Regions from separate parts of the Sus scrofa genome. Here region 1 is linked to region 2. A link is a contact called in public Hi-C data. All regions are on one chromosome and are shown on one strand. The core of a region is the stretch at or near the end of the contact, and the rest is flanking DNA. Distances in the headings are between cores, read along the strand shown.

Region 1 (4,381 bases), core at 200-2,699, 700 kb before region 2:
AAGTCTGCAACATGCCACTCTTTGCCTCCCAGAAACTCAACAATTTAAAGAAAAAATGATGGCTGAACTGAGTGTATTTTCAGTTTTGGAGAAACATTTAGGTCCTGTGATAGCTTCAGGCCTCTTTTGGTTATTCTCTGGAGTAGAAGATAGGAGGAAAGAGTAAATTCAAAGACACCTTTCTATTCTGGATTCGAGATCAACTTTTTGTTTTAACTTTTTATAGCCACACTTGTGGCGTTTGGACGTTCCCAGGCTGGGGGTTGACTCAGAGTTGCAGCTGCCGGCCTATGACTCAGCCACAGCAACACTGGATCAGAGCCCCACCTGTGACCTACACCACAGCTCACAGCAATGCCAGATTCTTAACCCACTGAGTGAGGCCAGGGATTGAACCTGTATCCTCACAGAGACAGTGTTGGGTCCTTGACCGGCTGAGCCACAACGGGAAATCCGAGATCAGTTTTAATGGTTAAAATGTTTTCTCTGTTTCTCATGTCCCCCACCTCTTTATTCATCACTTTTCTTTCAGTGCAGGGAAGGAAGTCCCAACTCTGACTTGACATCCCTAGTCCCCCAACTATAGAAATGTATCATCGTGTATTAGCGTTTCTCTCAATGTTTTACAGGAATTACTGAACATCAATGCTGTGTCATTAGTGAGAGGACCAATGTAATATAGCTGTTATATACTTTCTTGTGATATGAATACACTGTCGAGGTTCATAAACGAGAATTGTGTAAGCCGGGATTACCCTTCCCATGTAACATTGTTTTTCAATGGGGTAATAGGGTTCAATGAGCAGTTACTGCTTAAACATTTACCAGGCAGTGGGAGTCTGCATTTCTAGTTAAGATAGAGCTTGTAAATCTAAAACATGAGTAATTTTTGAGTGTTGGGGTGGCTGAAACAATTTGGGGGTAAATCTATTTGATTCCCAAGCTATAACTCTGCATTATCTTTATGGCTCCTCACACCAACCACCTGACCAACCAAGGGCAGTGCCCATCTCATCCATCACTTCGACCTTTGTAAAGGTACAGCCATGCTCTGCAGCCTTTCCCCATGAAGGATTGTCTGGCACTGGGACCTGGTCACTTCTTAAATGCTATCACTCCTGAGGAGATAGATACGTCTTTAAAAATAGTCTCTGTGGCAGGTCATTGGGGATAATGTACCGTATTCCTGGCAGCGCTCTGCTTTTTCATTTCATCTGTTACTCTGAGAAACTCCAGATGGCATCCGTGGAGAGTTAAAGGGATGAGGTGCTTCCTCATTGAGCAAATCTGTTTGCAGTTTATGCTGTATTTTTGTGATGCCCAGTTTGGGAGTGGTTGCTCTTCATGGTCTCAACTGTATTGTGTCATCTCTTGATGCTGATTTTTGATCTTTTGTTTTACTGGAAATAAATAGGAAAGGGGTGTGCCTGTTTGTGACATTTATAGCTCATGACACCAAGGTCATGTAATAAATAACCCCATTCCCAGGGTTCTCTGGCACCTTGTAGTGGTTCATTAAAAATAATAATAAATAAAAATAAATGTAAGCAAACCTTTAAGAACTGAGACTAGAGATTATTTCCAGATGCTCAGGTCTCTTCTAGAGTCCTAGATTGACTGGATCAGCTGGGAGGAATGCTAAGTTTCTTTCAACTTTCTTATTTTTCATATGAGGACCTTGAGAGGCTAAATGATGTGACCGAGGTGGCATGTAGTACTAGGCGTGGGTTACAAGTCCTACAGAAATGCTCTCCCTCTAAATCTGGAGTAATTTCTCAGTCACTGCTATGCTACTGCACGACCTCTATAGTCTTTGAAGAATGGGAAAATGTGACTAACACTTACCTATGACCATTCATTGAAAGCTCATTTGATCGCTTTGTTTGAATAAGTGCAAAGATCAGAACAGACATGAAAAGATTAGTATGTATTCATCCATTCAGTCTGTCATTCATTGGTGTATTCGTCAAATCCTTACAGACTCTCTACTGCTTGCCAGTCTCCGTGCTCAGTTCTGGGGACACAGTGGTGAAAAACTGGTCCAGTTCCTGCTTCCTGACTTGTTCTTCTTACATCAAGTGGGCAAGATGGATATTAAGTTGGCAAAACAAAAAAAACAAAACAAAACAAAAAAAACAAAACAAAACAAAACCAAAAACAAAAATTAAATCCAAAATGTAATGATCTCATAATTGGTAAAATGCACCTTTTGTGTGTAGGAGAATTCTTCTTACCAGTCAAGTGTGGATTTCTGAATGTGGTTGCCCTGTCCACCTTCTCTTTTCCTCAAGGAATGTGCCAATTTCTTATCTTGCCATGTAAGGGAAAAGACATACTTGCTCATTTTCTGCAGAACTTAGTTTTTACTCAGTTGACTTTGCAAGAAAGTTTTAGATGGAAGAAGGGATGGGGACCAGGAATTCAAGGAAGACATTTGTTTGTGGCACGAATATCCCAGCAGTCCTGGGAAAGGTGTTTCCACCTCCACATTTAGCTTTTCTAGGAGGCATCTGAGCTCACACTCACCCAATATTTACAATTTGGGATTAATTAGGATTAGGTTGGGTGGTGTATAACTGAAAATACAAACAAGCAGTTTTAGAATATGTCTAGAATAAATAAAATTTCTTTCTCTCTCATATGAAGGGCATCTGGAGGAAAGAAAACCATAGCTCGTATGGCTGCTTTGTGATCTGATTATTGAGAACAGACTACTGCCTGTAGTCTTCTCAATTTTTGGTGTCCTTTCCATCATCAAGGCTGCCTCATGGACTGAGATGGCTGTTGGAGCACCAGCCACAATTCAGCAGGAAGCAGAAGGAAGGGCAAGAGGCAAAGATGCTGCACCTCCCAGCTCAGCCAGCCTCCTGGATGCCCCTTCTTGTTGCTTCCATGTGCATATCACTGATCTCCCTTTGTTGCAGGGGTGCTGGGAAATGCCACATTTACCTGGCAACATTGCCACCCCTCTTCCAAAGTGAGGACCTTGACGCTAAGGGAGAAATCGAGAAAGGAGAAGTGGACCATGCTTCTTAAACCTTAACATGTGTCAGAAGCACTTGGAAATATGTTACAACTCACTCACACTGCTGTGCTCCACCCTTTCTAGGGTAGGATCTGAGAATTTGCCTTTTTTGGTTTTTTTTGTGCTTTTTAGGCTGCACCTGTGGCATATGGAGGTTCCCAGGCTAGGGGTCTAATCAGAGCTACAGCTGCCAGCCTATACCACTGCCATAGCAACACCAGACCCCAGCTGCATCTGTGACCTACACCACAGCTCATGGCAACACCGGATTCTTAACCCACTGAGCAAGGCCAGGGAATGAACTGGAAACCACATGGTTGCTAGTCAGATTCATTTCTGCTGCACCACGATGGAAACTCCCCTGAGAATTTGCATTTTTAACAATGCTCCCAGGTGGTGTGGATGGTGGCAGTCCTTGGATCATATTTTGAGCAGCACCAACAAATTGCTGGTTTGATTTGTTGGAGAACTCTTGCCCTGATAATTTAAAACTGGCTCAATCAGAAAGAAACTCACACTGGAGTTCCTATTGTGGCGCAGTGGAGACGGATCTGACTAGGAACTGTGGGCTAGTGGGTTCGATCCGTGGCCCTGCTCAGTGGGTTGAGAATCTGGAATTGCTGTGAGGTGTGGGTCAGGATGCGGCTTGGATGTGGCATTGCTGTGACTATAGTGTAGGCTGACAGCTGTAGCTCCGATAGGACCCCTAGCCTGGGAACCTCCATGTTCTGTGGTGCGACCCTAAAAAGACTAAAAGACTAAAAGAAAAAAAAAAAAAAAAGAAACTCACACAAATTAGCAGCTCATGAAAAGTGATCACTGCCTTCCTAAAGTTCAGAGACAATCATCTGGGGGCAATCCATCAATTACTAAAGATATGAAGATACTACTGATAGTCAACTTGAACTCAGCATGGAAACTTCTATTATAAAAGGTGAAAAGATTTCTCCTTTAGATAAAAGAAAGGCAGAGTGTGAAAAATTCCTCCGCTTAGACCTCGCTCAACATGCATTTACAGAATGGCTATATGTGTCCCGTGATGGAGAAGGTCCCTACCTCTAAGTGAATATCCCACCCCCACCATTCAAAGTTTAGGCTTTTGTGGTTAGCTGAGTCATGTACTCACATGGCCCTAAGAACAGTGCAGAAATAAATCACATGGAGGCTTTGATTTTGAGGCAAGCTTAAAGCACATTTTATATAATTTGCAGAAGCATGGTGGGGAGATTTATATGCATGGCTTTAGTGGCAGCACTGAGGTTTCCAAAAAGATTAATGATAAATGAAATAAACTAGAGCTCTCCACAAAGGTAAATGGAGACATAAAAGTTGCTATCATTGTTGCTAATTACAGAA
Region 2 (4,569 bases), core at 1,257-3,756:
ATCAATGTGTCATCGGGGTTGGTCTCTCCTGAAGCCTCTGTCCTTGGCTTGCAGACGGCTGCCTTCTCCCTGTGCTTCACAGGCATTTTCTCTCCCCATGTCTGATGTCTCCTCTTCTTATAAGGACACCAGTCCTGGTGGATTAGAGTCCATCCTAAGGGCTCCATTCTGACTTAATCACCTCCTTAGAGGCCACATGCCGAGGTCCTTTGTGGGGCAGGATGGAAGTGATAGGACCTACACAAATGGATGGAGGTGGGGCACAGTTCATCCCCCAGCAGGAGGTAAGCAAGGCAGGTGCTTGCTCCATTTGACAGCTGGAGATGCCAAGGCTGAGGGAGGGTGAGTGCCTTGAGCACAGCCTCCTTCTGTAGTGGCTCTGCACCCAAGCTGACTCTGGAGGACTCCAGGCCGGGCCATCTCTCCACTGCCCCCTGCTGGAGGCAAAGGGCAGGAACAACAGGAAGCCAGGAACCCTGCTGCCCTTCGAGCTCAGAGGATCTCTAGAGAGAACTTCTGGGAAGACCCTACTTAGCTTGCAAACAGGATGTGGGCCCTTCAGGAAGAAGCAGTCTCTTGTTTATTAGAGTGGGTTTCCTGCTTGTGTGGCTCGTGGCTTCCTGGCCCTTGCTCTGCCCGCAGCCTTTTCTCATTTCATCAGCCAGTGTGGTCTCAGCATGCTTGGACCCACAGCTTTCCCGGGGCTTTCACGGGGGATGAGGAAGGGCAGGCCGATCTCACTTGCTTTGAAGAGAGCCAGCCAGCTCCAGCCCTGCTCCTCGGTACCTGCCGCAAAGAAAGCGATGTGCTGGTAGTTCCAGCTGTGACACTTCAGCCCCACGGGGCTCTGTATGAGGAGTCATGGCCTGGCTCCTCCTGATAGTGGGCGTCACATCCAGAGGCCCAGCAGCTGGCCAGACAAAGAGACATGTGCCCTCACCCTGGCGAGGCCCTGCTGGGCAGGAGGGTGGGGAGAGAAGCTTCTCTTAGCTGGACTGAGAAACAAGACCAGCAACAACTGTAGCTTTGACCAATTACTGACTCTTGCCGAGCATTCTAAGAATCCTGGCCTTGTAGATGCTTTCATTAGATACATGGTTCTCCAGGGTGCCAGGGCTCCCCGCCTCTCCTGGGACTGGGTGGTCATCAGTTCATGGTTCAACAGACAAACATGGAGTCCCTTGTCCAGGCAAAGGACTGCATCCCCCTCTATGGAAAATAGGATTTTTTTTTTCCTTAAAAAAAAAAAAATCTCTGCCTTCCATGAGTCTACAGTTATTACAGCACGCCTACTCCATGAAACTTTATTTTTGCATCCAGGAAGACAGTAAGCAGAACTATAGGAAAAGTCTCAGACTAGGTACCATGGCAGAAGAGAGAAGAAGGAAGAAGAAAGAAAATCTCGGAAGGCTCCTTGGAGGAGGTGGTATTCAAGGCAGGCTTTAAGTGGAGGGGAGAGCTTTGATGCACTGACCAGGGCCTGGAGGAAAGCGAGAAGCTGGGTTGAAAACCAGCAGGGAAGCCTGGAACACAGGCAGCACCGAGGTCGGGTATGCCAGGCAGGGTTCTGGAGCGGAGCGCACAGTTGTGGTGGCATGCAGGGCTGCTTTGGCTGGCTGCACAAGAGCAACTTGGGTTCTGCCACTATGCACGGTGACCAGGTCTGGCCACATGCCTCCACCTCGCAGAGCTGACATCAGATGGCTCTGACATCCTTCCCTTTTCCCACATGCCTAGATGCATTTTGGGTCCCAGCTGATTCCTTGGGCAAGGTCAGCAAGGGCAGGGCCAGTGCTTCTCAACTTGGCTGCACATAGAATCACCTGGAGAGCCTGGAAAAAAAATCCCCAGGCCTGGGCTGCACCCCAGACCCCCTACATCAGCTCTCAGGGGGCAGGGCCTGGGGGTTAGTATTAAGTTTCCCAGGTGATTCTAAAATGCACCCAACTTTGAGACCCAGTAACATAGCTGACCTTGGAGGCAACATGTATGATACTGGTGGGAGGGGCCCGTAAGCTCTGGCAGCCTTAGCAACATGAGTGTTTTATTTAGTTTTGTTTATAAACTTTGCCATGGGGACAATGCTATTACACCAATTGCGTGCACTGTCTGGCCCATTATCTGTGTTCAGCAAATGGTCACCCCTTCATCCTCTCCCCTCCGCCTCCCCCTCCCCCTCCTAGCTAAGCAAGGGCAGTTATGTAATGCTGTCAGGCTGTTGGCAGAGGCCACCGGATAAATAGGTATCGCATGTTTTGCAGGCTGCCTGCTGTTTATGCATCATGTTTTATTCATGTACGTATGATGCAGAATGTTCCTTCTTAGAGGAGAAATTTCAGCCTGCAGATTTCGAGATGGAAGAATACATTTAGATAAATTGAGGGCACGGAAGGCAAGTGAGAGAAGAGAAAAGCAATTCTCTGACTGAGGGCTTGGTGGGCAGTTGGACAAGGAAGTTCTGCAAACCTGAGCTCTCTCTCTCTTCTGAGCCGGCGCTGCCCTCTAGTGGGGAAGAGCCACAGTCGACCCCAGCTTCCTGCTTGCTGCCGACTTGAGGAGACCCTCCAGGGTCTAAATTGCTCTGAGACCAGCTAAGGAAGCAGGCACATGCCTGGGAAGACCAGCCCTGCAGGCCTCCTGTCTTGGACTCATCATCCCAAAGACACAAAGAAAATTCTAGAAAGCATGTATAGTCTAGGTACCAGAAGCTTTGCACGCACTACCTCTAAGTCTCACTGTCCTGCAAGGCGGATATTCTTGTTCCCAGACATGTCTGGCTGTTTCCAAAGGCTTCACCATGAGATCCTGTCTGATTTTTTTTTTTTTTTTTTTTTTTTTTTTGGTCTTTTAAGGGCCACACCCGTGACATATGAAGGTTCCCAGGCTAGGGGTCCAATTGGAGTTGTAGCCTCCAGCCTACACCACAGCCACAGCAACATAAGATCTGAGCCACATCTGTGACCTACACCACAGCCCACGGGAATGCCGGATCCGTAACCCACTGAGTGAGGCCAGTGATCGAACCTGCATCCTCATGGATACTAGTCAGGTTCATTTCCACTGAGCCATGATGGGAACTCCCATCCTTTTTCTTATACTTACCAGATATATGATAATTATTTTGGGGGTGTCCATAGCTCTGAAACTAAATGTCAAGTCTAAATACAACTTTCAAAGAATGGTCAACATTATTTCACCTTATGAGGTATAACTGTATCAGAATTTTTAAATTTAATCAAGATCCTTCAATATCTTATCCCCAAATGCTTTATTTATCTAAATAATTTTGGGACTCTTCTTTTCATTAAAGCCTTCAGAGCTACATTTGTGATATCACAATAAAACTATCATTACTTTCTAGAATCACCGGCTTTATTTTTTTTAAGGGCTGAACCCATAGCACACGGAGGTTCCCAAGCCAGGGTGTCAAACTGGAGGTGGAGCTGCCGGCTTACATCACAGCTCAAGGCAACGCCGGATCCTTAACTCACTGAGCGAGGCCAGGGATCGAACCCACACCCTCATGGATACTAGTCGAGTTTATTAACCACCGAGCCACAACAGAAACTCCCTGTCTGTTCTTTCTCTGAGAACCTAGGTGGTCCTGGAGGCCTGAGTTCAAATCCACTTCTACTGTGTATAAGCTGTGTGGACTTGGGGCAATTGACTAGCCTCTCTGAGCTGCTGTTTCCTCATCTGCAAAAAGAGCTTATAATAACATGTATCTTACTTATCAAGCGATCGTGAGAGCCTTCGTTTGACCTCAATTATATCCAAAAGGAAAAAAAAAAAACTTGGAAGTGATTGTCTCGGGACAATAGGATAATAGGAAGTTATCACCCGTTTTGAATGCATTACTTTTTTATTGAAGTACAGTTAGCTTACAATATTGTGTTAGTTTTAGGTGTATGGAATAGTGGCTCTTTTTTTTTTGTAGATGATATTCCATTATAGATTATTAAAAGGTGTAAGGTATAATTCCCTGTGCTATATGGTGAATCCTTGTTGCTTGTCTGTTTAATGTACACTAATAATGAAATATCTGATTGCATTACTTTTACAATCAGACAAAAACAAAGGATTAATTAGCCACTTTCCTCAGAAAAGAGGTCAAAACATTCACCCCCATGTTCTAGCCCAGATAGATACCACTGGAAAGATGTTGTCTCATTTTATTTCTTTCTTTCTTCTTTTTTTTTTTTTTTTTTTTTTTTTTTTTTTTTTTTTTTTTTTTTTTTTTTTGTCTTTTTAGGGCTGCACCCACGGTATATGGAGTTTCCCAGGCTAGGGGTCTAATCGGAGCTATAGCTGCCAGCCTACGCCAGAGCCACAGCAACTCGAGACCCGAGCCTATGCCACAGCTCATGGCAACACCAGATCCTTAACCCACTGAGCGAGGCCAGGGATCGAACCTGTGTTCTCATGATTACTAGTCAGATTTGTTTCCACTGAGCCACGATGGGAACTCCCTCATTTTCTTGAAGTTGTATTAAGCAAATCCGAGGATCTCTCCAGAGCAAACCTGACTTGCCCTGAAGGGGTCTGTCCACTTGTCAAGCACAGAACCCT

Evidence for each region. Hi-C and Micro-C count contacts between places; a contact is called where the count stands out from the background.
Region 1: a contact with region 2 is called in a Hi-C map of omental adipose tissue, with 3 times the contacts expected there. The contact joins two enhancer-like sites. A contact is called at or near these places in 22 of 47 Hi-C or Micro-C datasets (adipocytes, alveolar macrophages, brain and 15 more) and 2 of 2 datasets of contacts at active chromatin or transcription factors (alveolar macrophages and skeletal muscle).

What each region holds. Positions count from the first base shown.
Region 1 is chr7:87,566,804-87,571,184 of Sscrofa11.1, reverse strand. It overlaps SV2B (synaptic vesicle glycoprotein 2B), which reads left to right. Exons shown (of 13, transcript XM_001926765.7): 13 at 1-4,381. Among named protein-coding and RNA genes, the nearest start is that of SV2B, 200 kb to the left of the region's middle. Within about 2 kb of position 1,449, at least 2 of the 83 cell types and tissues checked have an H3K27ac peak or open chromatin away from gene starts, as enhancers often do.
Region 2 is chr7:86,866,503-86,871,071 of Sscrofa11.1, reverse strand. All of the region lies in intron 2 of SLCO3A1 (solute carrier organic anion transporter family member 3A1), which reads left to right. Among named protein-coding and RNA genes, the nearest start is that of SLCO3A1, 230 kb to the left of the region's middle. Within about 2 kb of position 2,506, at least 18 of the 83 cell types and tissues checked have an H3K27ac peak or open chromatin away from gene starts, as enhancers often do.